Regions from separate parts of the Mus musculus genome. Here all the other regions are linked to region 3. The links are chromatin contacts, called in public HiChIP or PLAC-seq maps. All regions are on one chromosome and are shown on one strand. Each heading gives the region's core, a stretch centred on a gene start, on an enhancer-like site or on the middle of the called end of the contact. The rest is flanking DNA. Distances are from core to core; before and after follow the strand shown.

Region 1 (4,466 bases), core at 1,570-4,069, 310 kb after region 3:
CTAGCAAGATTTTATCGAAAGGACCCAGATGTAGCTATCTCTTGTGAGACTATGCCGGGGCCTAGCAAACACAGAAGTGGATGCTCACAGTCAGCTAATGGATGGATCACAGGGCTCCCAATGGAGGAGCTAGAGAAAGAACCCAAGGAGCTAAAGGGATCTGCAACCCTATAGGTGGAACAACATTATGAACTAACCAGTACCCCGGAGCTCTTAACTCTAGCTGCATATGTATCAAAAGATGGCCTAATCGGCCATCACTGGAAAGAGAGGCCCATTGGACTTGCAAACTTTGTATGCCCCAGTACAGGGGAACGCCAAGGCCAAAAAGGGGGAGTGGGTGGGTAGGGGAGTGGGGGTGGGTGGGTATGGGGGACTTTTGGTATAGCATTGGAAATGTAAATGAGCTAAATACCTAATAAAAAATGGAAAAAAAAAAAGAATTTCTGTCACCAAGACACAACTACAAGAGTAAATACGTACAGTTTTAAAGGCTCACACCACCTTCCTGCACCATGAAAGCCCAGGGAGGGGTCCTCTGAAAATAAGAGAGCGCTGCCCTACGTGGGCCAGTCTTCCCTAGAAACAGTACATGCAGAATGTGATCATGTACGTATTCGTCTGTGTTTGCCTACATGAGTAAGAGCACACATATATGTATGCATGGATATACGGGGGCTGTGGATATGTGGGGGGTCTATGGATGTATATGTTTATGTATATATTACATATGCACATAGTGCACTCGACATCTGTGTGGTGGTATGTATAGATGTATATGGTATGTATAGATGCTTATGCTTATGTATAGATGTATATGCTTAAAAACTTCACGGGAGAAAAAGAGAAGGCTTAACAGACTGCTTTTTGAGGCCTTTACAGAGCCATGCCCTGGAGACCTGACAGTAATCCCCCTGCCTCAGGAGCTTCTCACAGCAGCTGAGAGGTGAGGGGCCACTGGACTGGCAGTCTAAGCGGTAAATGGAAGTCTGAATAAACAGACACGAGAGGCTAAGCCTCAGCATCCAGCGATGCCGCAGAGCCACGACGCCTGTCTGGCTTTACTTTTTAAAGATGCCTTGTTTTTAATCATATGCACATGTATGTGTCTCTGTGAGGGTATGTGCACATGAGGTGTCTACAGAGCCAGAAGGAGGTGGAGTTACAGGGGCCTAAGAGCTTCAGGATGTAGGTGCTGGGAGTGGAACTCTGGTCCTCTGAAAGACCAGCATGTGTTCTTAACCTCTCTAGCCTTTGGGTTTTGGTGACTGAATCTCATTTTGCCCAGGCTGGCACTGAACTCATGACCGTTCTGCATCCACCTCGCTGGAGTCATGGCTGCAGGCACACATACCCAGCCTGCTCCCGTGTTGCTGTATCTATTGTGTGGTGTGTGTGTGAGTGGCATGTATGTGTGTGCATGACTATGTGTGTTGGGGTGCATGTGTGCATTTGCATGCAGGCTATGTCATGCCTGTAGAAGGCAAAGGACAACCGCAGGTGTCGGTCCCCATTTTACCATGTCATTTCCTGATGCTGCATGTATCCCAGGCTAGCCAGCCTGTGGGCTTCTCAGGGCTCTCCTCCTTGACCTTTCACCTCATTGTAAGGGCACAGGGATACATATCCATGCTAATACACCCACCTTTACATGGGTTTCTGGGGATTTGAACTTGGGTCCTCACACTTGCATAGCAAGCACGCAGATGCTTTTAAGCACTGGTCTTGCATCCCGCCTCTGGCTGAACACCATAGCTCAACTGCTACAGCCCAGGCTGGGAATACCAGCACCCCTCCAGAGGCACCCTACCTCCTCTTCGTGGAGATGCTTGTGATAGACACAGTGCTGTCAGCTCACTAGGACTTCATGTTCAGACATGTTCCCACCCTGAGCACTTTTTTAAAACTCTGAGATTTCAGAGGCTGACCTTTGCAGGACTCTCAGATCTCCCTGACAACGAGCATGCATTTCATCTTTCTTTTGGGGAGGCAGGGGAGCATTGTTAAGAAGGGGTTTCATATACAGCTCATGCTAGCCTCAAAGGAGTCCACATGAGAGAGACAGGGAGAGAGCAAGGGAAGGGGAAAAGGGAGAGGAAGAAAGTGAGCTAGTTCAAACAAGCATTTCCTCTAGAACTCACAAGCCTTCTGACTTTGACCAAAAAGTTAAAACCCTTGAAAAGACTTTCACCTCAGAGAATCGTCATCTTGGGCCCATGGTCCCACACAGGCCAGTTCCCTTCAGAGGAAAACAATGGAAGCTTTCTTTAGTCTCCGTAGGCATGACAGAGCTTACGTGCAAGTGCCCATTCTCTCACACGGCCATACACACACACACACACACACACACACACACACACACACACGCACACGCAATGCGGCTTTCACGCAAATACCGGTCAGTACAGATACAGACTAAGGACTGCTGAATTCCAGTCTCCTCTGGGACGGGGATGGCGGAGGGGAGGGGCTGTGCTCCAGCAAGAGTGTGTGCTCACAGCAGGCTATCTTGCACTTCCCTAGCCTTTGCTTAGATCCCCACACCTCTGCCTACTCCACACATATTGCAGTCACGATCACGGGAACACGGGACACAGAAACATGTATCTCCTAACACGTGGCCTGGGAAGGTGGTGCTCTGGGCAAGGCTCACTGGTACTCGATTGGCCGCCATATTTCCAGAACTCCCCCAGATGCGAGGTGTGCAAATAGCTAACAGCAAAAGGAGACTGGAAAGAGAAGCCTGGGGAAGAAGACAGCAAGGACTGAGGAGAGCACAGAGGGTTCAGCCACCTGGTCATTTAGCTGAGTCATGGTCTCCTCCACACAGGGGCAGAGCAGGAAGCAGGAGAGTTGACAGCAATGGCAGGTGTCCAAGGGGAGCAGAGGCCTGGCTTCTGGGGTCGCATTTCCTGACTCTAGAATCTGAGTTTTCCTTTCTGGAAAAGCACTGACACCACAATCCATTGTGAATTTATGAGATGCTGCTTTCTCAAGCTCCTGTGATTGGCCGTGACCCTGTGTAAATAACCCTGGGCACGGTCTCGTGCAAATGACTGGTATAAAAAAAAAAACACGCCATTTCTGACGCCTATAAATTTGTTAGTTCTGGATAAAATACTCTTAGGAAGAACTTTGAGACAAAGACTATAATTCAAACTCATCCTAAGCAAGGGAGTGAAAAGGAAGGAACCGCTTTCTGAATATTTGAATCTGCTTTCCCAGAACTAAATTAGACCTGAGGTGCCCCGAGCCCGGAACCAGAGGCTTCCCAAACTCTGCTGTTCGGCCAACCGTGAAAGCTACTCATCGGTAGGAACTTTCCTGGGTTTGCTCATCTGAAGCCGACTTGGCATGCACACCAATCCCACACACGGCTGATCACTACCATTGATGCTTCTCTTCTTTCTCTCTCCAAAAGAACCAAGGTAGAATTAGCTTGGGATCTCTCCACTGAATCATAGAAAATACCACAGGATAAGATGAAAATTGAGTTTTGTCAAAACCCTCACACATTACCAAGCCATGGAAATGCTTTTATCTGTAAGCTGTATATCAATGAACAGACAGTGCACTGACAACAGACTCTGTCCCGGACAAAGTCTGTCTCTTGACAGAAATAAACACATTTTAAACAGCTACTGACCAGGTTCACATCCTTGGAGTCTGACCTTTGAAAAGTGCACTTAGACATGGTCTGCAGCTGCCTCTTTGCTGGCTTTTTACAAGGAACAGTTCCGAAGCAAAGACGCTGTGGTAAGTCTTGTGAGCCTGTTAACTGTGGGTGGTGGTGATTTCCAGTCTGTGAGAGAAGATTCCTGGACACCGCAGAGGAGCAAGCAGGGCGGTCGGGCCTTCAGCGAGCCAATGCTGAAAGTTAGTTGCGAATGGATTTCCCTTTGAGTCACAGACTCAAGGGCACACCTTGGACAAAGCCTTCTAAGATCTCCTCTGTGCACTCTGCTCCATGGAGGGCCACAGGGGATGGCTGGAAACCAGTCATGTGATCCCAAGCCAGGAGTGGAGGCCCACGCGTGGAAACTGTTGAGAGGAGCATCTGCCACGTTACTGGCACATTCCGCTGGCCTGCACCTGCTAGACAGAACCGCCCAGAAGGAGAGGGATTCTTTGGGGTGACAGTGTGCTATGACTCAAGTCCCTCCCTGATGTTCAGTTTACAGTATGGTCTGTTTGGATGGGAATGATTGAGAGCTGTTAAAATGTGTTAAGTCGTAAGAGAGTGCCGAGGAGGGGCATAGTCGGCAAAGCGTTTGCCACGGAAGCGTGGAGTACTGAGTTTGACCCTTTTCACCCACAGGAAAAAGTAAATAAAAATTAAAAAGAAAGTTAAAAGGCTTTGTTGGAGCTAAAGAGAGGCATCAGTAGTAAAAAGCCAATAGCGATCTTGCAGAGGACCCAGGTTCAATTCCCAGCACCCACATAACAGCCCACAGTTGCCTGGGACT
Region 2 (4,593 bases), core at 1,096-3,595, 290 kb after region 3:
ACCTAGGCCCTTCCACATATGTAGCAGAACTACAGCTTGGACTTCATGAGGATCTCCCAGTAACTGGTCCCTAAATCTGTTGCCTGTCTATACATCCTTTTCTCTTAACAGGGCTGCCTTGTCTGGCCTCAGTAAGCAAGGATACAGGGGCTTGATGTGCCAGGGAGAGTAATACTGTGGGGGGGGGGGGTCCCTTTCTTATAGGAGAAAAGGAGGGAGGATCTGTGTAAGGGGATACTGTGAGGAGGATGGGGTGATATTGGGATATAAAGTTAATTAATTAATTAATTAATTAAAATATTTTTGAGCCACAGCTGGCTGAACCCACAATGGCAGGATACCCAGACATAAAGGACTAACAATGTAGCCAGTATTTGTCTCTACCTACAAATTAGTACAAATATCAACAACCTACAAGAGGATAACTCAGGCGTGAAGCCTTGGGATAGAGTATTTTCTTAAGCAAGTAATAATGTAATGATTTGTCAGTGAGCAAATAGACTGGAGAAATAAGCCAAAAATAAATAATGCAAAATCTTCACTAGACCCGTGGTCTTAGTTAGGGTTTTACTGCTGTGAATGGATCCCATAACCAAAACAACTCTTATAAGGATGGCATTCATTGGAGCTGGCTTACAGGGTCAGTGGTGCAGTCCATTATCGTCAAGGCAGGAGCATGGCAGTGTCCAGGCAGATGTGGGATTGCAGGAGCTAAGAGTTCTTCCACCTCTTGTTCCAAAGGCTTCCAGGCAGCTAGGACAAAGATCTTAAAGCCCACATGCACAGTGACACACCTACTCCAACAGGACCACACCTACTCCAACAAGGACACACCTCCTAATAGTGCCACTCCGTGGGCCAAGCATATACAATCTGTCACACCAGTCTATAAAGAGTGGTGGCAAACCCATGTTCTCATTACCTTTGCATAAGCTACTACTATAACTGTGCCTTCATTATCTTTTTTGACAACACCTAGCCCACACTGTGCCTGGCATCATGTGCATGTTTGACAACAGTCCTAACATCTACCTTTATATATCAGCACCATAAATACAGATGCCATCTCTCAGACGACACCTCCACACACAGTAAGATAAGTGTCAAGTCAAGATCCCAATGACTGAAGTTGTTTTAGGTAATTCATAGGTTATAAAAACTAATGAGAAGTGGAAAAAATATGAGGGTATTATAACACTCCCATTAAAATGAAAATCTATATTACACTTTATATTCTTCAAGTAACCATTCCAGAACAAAGCACCAAGCAATATATCAAATGCTCCATGGGAGGGGGGGGGGGGAACCTAACTTCATGAATGTTCAGAAATAGTTGCCTATGTATTCTTTTAAGTCATAATCATCTCCAATATCATGATTATCAAAAAAAAAACTGCAAAAGGTCATAGCTTACCACACACACAAAGGCATACTCACATGTACACACGCATACACACACACACACACACACACACACACACACACACTTTGAAAACCACCATTATGAGCAGTTTTATGAGCAGCACTGGAAGCTGTAGCATGTGTGAGGAGTGAGCATCCAGCACCCAGGCAAGCACTCCTTTTATTTCACAGTAAAGGCTAATTTAAAACTGTACGTAAACGAGGTGTGCATAGGGGAAGACTGTTGCTGGGAACATGCTTGCCTTGAGAGCAAAACTGTCAGATTTTAAGGTTCCCCAGAACCTAAGTACAAAAGTCTGCACAGAGAGTGGTCGCCTCGGCACCTGGAAGGCAGAGGGATGGATCCTGAGACTTCCTGACAGGCCAGTGAGAGACTGTCTAAAAGAAATAAGCAGACAGCTCCCAAAGAATGACGTCTGGTGTTGAGCTCTCTCTAGCCTCTACAAGCATGCATACACCAGCATACACATACTATTTGAAGGCACATTCCCCTACATGATAAACACACACACACACACACACACAACACACTGGCTGGTTGCTACTCTTTGATTATGTCTTCAGAGGGGTTGGCCAGTGCATCTGAGTTCTGATTGGACAAATAGTAGTTAATAGCCAGATGACATGGTCTGTCTTTTGAAACAGTGTGGGATGATCTCTGAGAACCACTGGTTATGTGAATGGTAAACATGGCTCAGTAGTGAAAATTCCCTCACCCATCTTCAAGTCTGGGATGCAGAAGAAAAAGACTAGTAGACTAAATCAGAAATTGGACTCTTGAATTTTTGTTATCAGAGTCTGCTGATGATATCGGTGACACTGGCCACCTTGGGAGAGGCAGCGACCCTAGCAGGCATGACAAAGAAGCATTCTCATTTGAATTCCTGAACATCCATGCCAATCACAGCTTTAGAATAATCACGCAGGCCTGCCTCCAGCTGCGCTCTGAGTCACATTCATTTGTTTTTCCTTTTAAGACTTGTGCAGACTGGTACTCAATTCTAAATTCTAATCTTAACTCTCAATCTTGAAAGAGGAGACATTTAAAACATTCGAATTGAATTTACAGTATTAATGGCTGGCAATTATTAGCATTTCCAGATGCAAACTACCTGTGTGTGTTCTTCACGGTACTGAACACTAACCATATTTTTATGGCTAATGTGAAAATTAGTTAGCTAATGTGGATGTTACCTTCCTAACGTGGCGAGAGCCGTGGAAGCATATAAAATATTGCATATCGATTAAATATAAGACAAGGGATGTCTTAATAATCCCCATGTGATTAAAAGACAAGAACAGACTCCATTCTCTGGCTCTATTACATTTCAGTGATGTAACAGGAATGAGACAGTTTACATCTGGAAGCCCTTACCATATCAATGATCAATCAGAAATCCTGACTCCACAAACAGGTAGGCAGCCCACACTCTTCTACCAGTGAAACGGAAACAACCAAAGCTTTCTTTCCCAAACAGGATTGGGGTCAGCTCCTGAATTCTACTTCTATTCCAGCCATAGGCCTGGATAAAGTCAGTCCTAAATCAGTCAACACTAACAATAGTAGCAATAACAATAGCTATTGTACCTGTATGTCAGGATTAGTTCAGGACTTGAGTGGGGAAAAGAGGTTGGTTCTAGTTGGCCAAACATCTTCACAAAATGGAGCTGCTCTGAATTTTTTTGGCTGAGGAAACTTGACCTCCACAATGTAATTTGCTGAATGCTACAGAGAGTAACTGTTAAAGGAAAATTTAAAACCCCGGCTTTTCCATAACATGTTCACTGTGCAAATACTGTCTGAACGCCTACCATGTACACAGCTCAGTCCTGAACTTGACCATGAACAGAAGAGAGATCCTGTCTGCTCAGAGCGTGCCCTAAGGGAGCTGTTAGCGCTTTATAAATGGCAAACCAGAGAAACAAATGAAGACAAAGTCCAAAGAGAAAACGTAACCCTGCGAAGAAAGCAGAACCGGAAGGAAGAGAGGCGTACAAGTCACACTGATTGTATCTAAACGAGTCTGGACTCGGACTCTCCAGCAACGCAAAATTGGTCATACTTGAGGAATAGTTCAGGAGCCGTGAACGCACGCAGTTTTAAAAGGAGATGATGGACTAAAGAAACAGGGTCATTGCCAAGAAGCGGCAAGGGATGTGACCATGGCAAAGGTAGCAGGGAAGAAATGTCAGCCAGAGAATAAGGCTCAAGGACAATTAGGTCAGACAGTGCTCCAGATGTGGACCAAGGATGGTGGACGGCCACACAGTCTGTGAGCTCTCCCATACCAGTGTCCCTAGCACAGGACCCCGTTATGTTGGAAAATGGCCAGTGTGGGCAAAAACTAAAGAAAAGGCCTCGCTAAGGCTGTAATGCAGGCCACTAGGTCAACAACCGAGGCCTGAAAAATGAAGGCCTTCCAAAGTATTTTCAAGGATCGGTGCTGTAAGGCAGAATAGAGAGGGAGGATTTTCACCTCGGCAAATGGAGAGCTAAGCGCCCTTGCTAAGAGGTTTGCAGAAAGCCTGAGGCTTAACCAGAGAAGAAGAACCGAGCTGAGAAGGAACCAACCTCCCTGCTCAGCCCCAAGACTCTCGGGAATAAGTGTCAAGGACTCTTAACATTGGGCAGGAACATTTGGGGCTCCTGAGCAGACCCAACGCCATCTTCTTGCCTATGAAGCACAGGAAACAGACTCCCCCTTAAGATGCTTCCTGGGTCTAAGGAAGCCAAAACCACCTCCAGAGCCCAAACCAATGCTTCCTTTGTAAATGGCTCCCTATTGGGAGCCCAGAGAGTCTTCCGGTTCTTTGCAGCTTATCCTCTGTGCAGATATTTTAATTAATGTTTAATCTTCCCGTGTTTGTGCCTGGAGGCAAAGCCTGTGAGGGGGCAGAGTTCTCAGTCATAGCCTCAGACAAGCTGCAAGTTTAACATTAAACAACCACAACTCAAATGACCAGCCATACCCTCGCCCTCCATCCCTACTGCCAGACGCACAGGGCCACGCAGTGCGCATGCTCTGCAGTTGCTCCCTCTCATCCTCCAACTGTTACAATGGTGGGTGTCTATTTCTCCCCCACCCCCACCCCCGTTCCTGGGGAGGGGCTGGATTCTGAGAGAAAATGGCTCTGTCACTCAAGAGGGATGAAGCGAGAGGAGAAACGCTA
Region 3 (4,559 bases), core at 260-2,759:
CAACACGGATGTCAAGGATTATAAAGACAGTGATGTCAGTAGCTAGCACTATACCACACTGAAGATCATTTAAACAGAAGAATGTTGAACTTCACTGTAAGCTGAAAGTGGTCAGCTCTGTAGCTGTGTGTGACTCAGGAGACCCAAACAGCTTCTACTCAGTGAACGCCCAGGGCTCACCACAAGCAGTGGTTCCATTGGTAGGAAGAGTGAAATGTCCATCAGAACATGTCAAACATGCTCATTCTAAGGACAAGGGACACAACAGTCACAGCTGTGTCCTGGTTATGCCGAGGCGTTGGCTGTTCTGAGCTGGAGACCTGCACATCCCTGAGTAACTTTAATGAGTCTGTGGTTTTACATTCCTAAGCCTCCTGGGGCTACTCACTGGGAATCTTCCTGGTGCGCATAACATTTTATCAACATGCTGAAGAACAAATGTTCCAGCCACTCATCAGAACTTTTCTACAAATAAGACATGCTTGAAACTTGTTCTGGGTTTGGTTAACTGTACTTCAGTTAACCGGATTAGCGATCAAGGGTGTGCCTCTCTCTGAATTATAAGATAAATGTGCCACGTTCTCTTCTGGGTTTCGGATTACATTTATCCTCTATTTACTGAACACCTATACCGTGCAGGATGCTTTGCCAGGTCCTGGGGCAGTCCCTGGTTTGTGCTATTAGATATCATTCTTCAAACCCACAAGGCGGTAATGAGACTGAAAATGCTCCAGGCATGAAGGAGCAAAGCAGCGTCAGGCAGGGATGCAGAAGGAGGGAAGGGGTCCCTCGGCAAGTCTTCTGTTGGGAAGACATCATATTTAGCCAAATCCCAGTTTAAGCCATGATGATACATAACCAGAGGAATTGAAAGATGTCAGAATAACCAGCTTCCATCTAAGTGATGCTGTTTTCCTATCTAGCTACTTACTGGGAATCCACAGGCTGCTCTGCTGCAGGGCTTCCATTTTAAACCAAAGCAGAAAAAGAAAACAAGTCCGCAGCAGACGCAGGGACAAGGAGACCACTGTTCCAGAATATTCTTCTCCCTCTCTCCCTTTCTCCCTCCTTTCTTCCTCCTTCTCTTCTCTCCTTCAATTGAATAAGTACTTGACGATATTTAAAAGCACGAAGGAGACACTTCCAATAGGGTTTCTATCATCAAATTCTATTGGATGGGAAGTCCGCCTGGCTATCACATCAGTTCATCACATGTGGAGTAGAGAATCCTGAGGCCCCTTCCACATCAACTCAGAGGATGTCTCATAGGCTAATCCCCAAACATAATAAACAAAGGCACAGTTCGCTTACTGAGCAGTGTCAAGACCAGGCAGGGAGCCATAGCAGAGTCTGCCTGAGGCTGTGTAGTCAAAGGTTGTATTTGTTACCTGTCTCATTCTCTGTGACCAGAGAGCCCTGCCAGGAGGAAAGATGTGATAGCAGGGCCAGAGGCTGCTGCTTACACTGTGTCCCAGCCAGGAAGCAGAGGGTGTGACCCTCTGGAAGGTCAAAGCCTACCCACAATGATCACCTTCCCTCAGCAAGGCTCCACCTCTTAAAGGTCCCATAGTTCCCTAAACACTGTGACCCACTGGGAACTGAGTTCTCTAAACTGTGAACCTATTGGGGCCCACTCATCAAACCCCAGCAGAGACTGAAGGGAGCTTGGGTCTGCTACCATCTCATTAAGTTCAGGGCTGGCATGTTTGGCCATGAGGACAAACTTGGGGCCATCTTCCCCTTTAATAAGTTATTGCGCTTTACAAACCAAAAGTGTTTTTATTTAGCTAAGATGATGCTCCTGGAGATTTGTTGTTGTTGTTGTTGTTGTTGTTGTTGTTGTTGTTGTTGTTGTTTACAACCAAGAATAATTCAGAAACCTAACATCAGATTCTACGGTTGGCCCTGCAGAGCTATTTAAACCACAGGCGCTTATATTGGTATATTTAGGGCAGAGTCTGTATAGAACCTATAACCAGTATTTCCAGAAAGGTCTTTTCAGTCATTTTATTTCTTTTCAGAATTATGTGAACCCAAAGACTTTCAGAAGTAGAAAAACATAGAGAAGCATCTATAATCACCCATTACGTCTTCTCTTATAAATCTGGAAAAAGACAGGAAGGGGAGAGAGACAGAGACAGAGACAGAGAAAGAAAAGAGAAGACAAGAGAAGAGAGAAGAAAACACAGGAAGAAAGGAGAGGATAAGGGAAGAGGACTTGGGTGTTTCTGTATATATATCAAGAAAACAAAATGAGCTTGAGTAAAGAAATGGAAGAAGAGAACATCAGGAAGAGCTGAGAGCTGCCTCGGCCCCAGGTGGACTTTCAGGGGAGACACCCCCATCTGAAGAGGGCTGCAGAGTACTCAGAGGATGAGATCAAAGTTGAATTTCCTTGTTCTGTAGGTTTGTGTTGCTTCTTTCTAAAGTCTTTGCAGCCATCAGTTAACTTGTTGCATATTTGGGGAAGGACAATAATTTCCACTGAAAGAAACATTATTAAAAACCATTTTCTTCTGATCACTGTAGTGGTGACAAGTCTATGTTGAAAAAAAAAAGAAAGAACAGGGACAGGCATGGAGATCCAGTGGCCTCGTAACGCAGCATCCAAGTGACCATTATTAACAATGTTTACCTGTACACTGCCTTAAGGAACCCAAATCCTACTTTATAGCTTCCTATCACCCTTTACATTCAAATTTATGCCAGATTTTACTTAATACATATTTCCCTCTATTACTTCCAGTGTCTCCTTCATTGGTCTCAATATGACCTATTGTGCTTTATTGACCAGTTAGTCATCATTGGATATTTAGGTTATTTCTGAGAGACCTCCTCTCCAATGGAATATTTATAAATCCCACTGAAGCCGGGCAGAGAAGCTGCCTGTTATCCACTCTCACATCCAGGTCTATGCTGGGACAGAGCCTCTTCTCTTTCCATCCCTTCATGTACACAAGGACACTTCATGAACACAGGGATAACCTCTGTCTAAATGACCTGAGGAGATCCTCTTACTCAGGTGCCAACTCTGAAAGCCCCAAAAGAGCAAGAACAAGAGGGCTAATCCTTTCAGAAGGTGCCTGCTGCCATCCATTTACTTAATGTTTGCTTCTTTACAAATCTATCACTTACATGTTTAATGACCGTAATGCATGGCAACTCCATACATCACTTTTGTTTTTACTTGAACAACTCTTTTACTGTAAGAAAAGTTTAAACTAATACGAACTTTTCATCGATAGTAATCTTCATATTCAAGCAATTTTTAGATATTAATCATTGCTAAATGCAAAATAACATTGTTGTAATCAAATGTTTATTGGGTTGGGCATGTTGCAGATTCCACTCTTCATGTGTATAATGATTTATAATTTGTAACCAGACCATTTCCGCTTATCTCTATGTCCTAACATTTTACATGTCACCATTAGACTTTATGAGTATAAAATCACTGATTTTACAGCACTGATTAAAGGGTCTCTATTGTTGAATACTAAAATTGTTGCTACTTGTTTGCTAATTAAAACAACAACAATAACAACAACAAAAACAAAACCCTGAAATGAACGTTTCAACACTTTTCTTGTAAGTGCCCTCCAAATGGGAAATTCTTAGAAGTATATACATAGTACCAAAGGCAATAGACATATATACACATGTTGTCCTCCAAATATGCTACAAGATAACCATTACCTGAAAAGACTTTAGAAAGAAGCCATGGCAAATCTATTGCTTCTAAGTGCTTCTGAGTTCAGCAACTTCCCCAGGTATTGCACCAGTATGAAGCAATCCACTCTACAAATGTTTGTTAATTAAACAGTGTAAAATGGTAATTGCTCATGCTTTTTAATCTATGTCTTACTGGAGCTTGCTCTCTGAAGAGCCCCTGGGAGCTGTCGGCAGAATTTTCCATGGTGCTGTGCATGACCTAGAGCTCAGAATAAGCAGATAAATAAGTACAATGGATGGCTCCAGAGCACTTGAAGCTCATTGAGACATCTCTCCTGCACTCTGTGAAAGAAGAGGTAGACCGTTCACCTGAGCGTGTATCTCCACGCATCTGAAGCCTTGCCATCATAACAATGATTTAACCCAGCTATTTGCAACTGAAGGTCAGGTTTTTCTGTAGATGAACGATATCCACCTAGATTTGGGATTAGAGCTATTACAAACCACAACAGGAGAGATGCTCACTAAGACACAATTTATTTTTATATGAGTATCCTTTATACCAAAAGTCATAAAAACACCCACTGTGATGCATAAGCTAATGGTCCTTATAGAATGCTGATTTTTCAATGTTTATTTAACTCTTGATGAGAAATAGGTTGTTTTATTTTCTGGAAGGTAACTTCTGACTTCCCGACAACTCTGTTAAAGAAAATCATCCCAGAGGTTATGAAAGACTCCAGATTCAGAACGGCACAGTTGGCCCTTTTTAATGCCTCAATCAGATCCAAAGAAATGCAACTTGGACAAGAAACAAAGGGAAAGAATTAGGGGTGAAAGGGATCAATCTGTACCGCCAGGGAAAATACGTCAAACAAGTCAAGCTT

The links. HiChIP or PLAC-seq counts read pairs in DNA pulled down with a chosen protein or histone mark.
Region 1: a contact with region 3 is called in an H3K27ac HiChIP or PLAC-seq map of embryonic stem cells, with 2.4 times the contacts expected there. The contact joins two enhancer-like sites. A contact is called at or near these places in 1 of 15 datasets of contacts at CTCF or cohesin (embryonic stem cells), 22 of 484 Hi-C or Micro-C datasets (the G1E-ER4 cell line, the N1E-115 cell line, adipose-derived mesenchymal stem cells and 7 more), 6 of 115 datasets of contacts at active chromatin or transcription factors (astrocytes, bone marrow-derived dendritic cells and embryonic stem cells) and 1 of 9 other capture datasets (embryonic stem cells).
Region 2: a contact with region 3 is called in an H3K27ac HiChIP or PLAC-seq map of embryonic stem cells, with 3 times the contacts expected there. The contact joins two enhancer-like sites. A contact is called at or near these places in 1 of 15 datasets of contacts at CTCF or cohesin (embryonic stem cells), 23 of 484 Hi-C or Micro-C datasets (the G1E-ER4 cell line, the N1E-115 cell line, adipose-derived mesenchymal stem cells and 8 more), 6 of 115 datasets of contacts at active chromatin or transcription factors (astrocytes, bone marrow-derived dendritic cells and embryonic stem cells) and 1 of 9 other capture datasets (embryonic stem cells).

What each region holds. Positions count from the first base shown.
Region 1 is chr3:153,666,217-153,670,682 of GRCm38.p6, forward strand. The region is part of intron 1 of St6galnac3 (ST6 (alpha-N-acetyl-neuraminyl-2,3-beta-galactosyl-1,3)-N-acetylgalactosaminide alpha-2,6-sialyltransferase 3); the gene reads right to left. Among named protein-coding and RNA genes, the nearest start is that of St6galnac3, 57 kb to the right of the region's middle. Within about 2 kb of position 2,820, at least 59 of the 459 cell types and tissues checked have an H3K27ac peak or open chromatin away from gene starts, as enhancers often do. A contact at or near this core is called in embryonic stem cells, where this site is marked.
Region 2 is chr3:153,639,661-153,644,253 of GRCm38.p6, forward strand. All of the region lies in intron 1 of St6galnac3 (ST6 (alpha-N-acetyl-neuraminyl-2,3-beta-galactosyl-1,3)-N-acetylgalactosaminide alpha-2,6-sialyltransferase 3), which reads right to left. Among named protein-coding and RNA genes, the nearest start is that of Gm52633, 46 kb to the left of the region's middle. Within about 2 kb of position 2,346, at least 12 of the 459 cell types and tissues checked have an H3K27ac peak or open chromatin away from gene starts, as enhancers often do. A contact at or near this core is called in embryonic stem cells, where this site is marked.
Region 3 is chr3:153,354,787-153,359,345 of GRCm38.p6, forward strand. The region is part of intron 3 of St6galnac3 (ST6 (alpha-N-acetyl-neuraminyl-2,3-beta-galactosyl-1,3)-N-acetylgalactosaminide alpha-2,6-sialyltransferase 3); the gene reads right to left. Among named protein-coding and RNA genes, the nearest start is that of 1700012D16Rik, 58 kb to the left of the region's middle. Within about 2 kb of position 1,510, at least 5 of the 459 cell types and tissues checked have an H3K27ac peak or open chromatin away from gene starts, as enhancers often do. A contact at or near this core is called in embryonic stem cells, where this site is marked.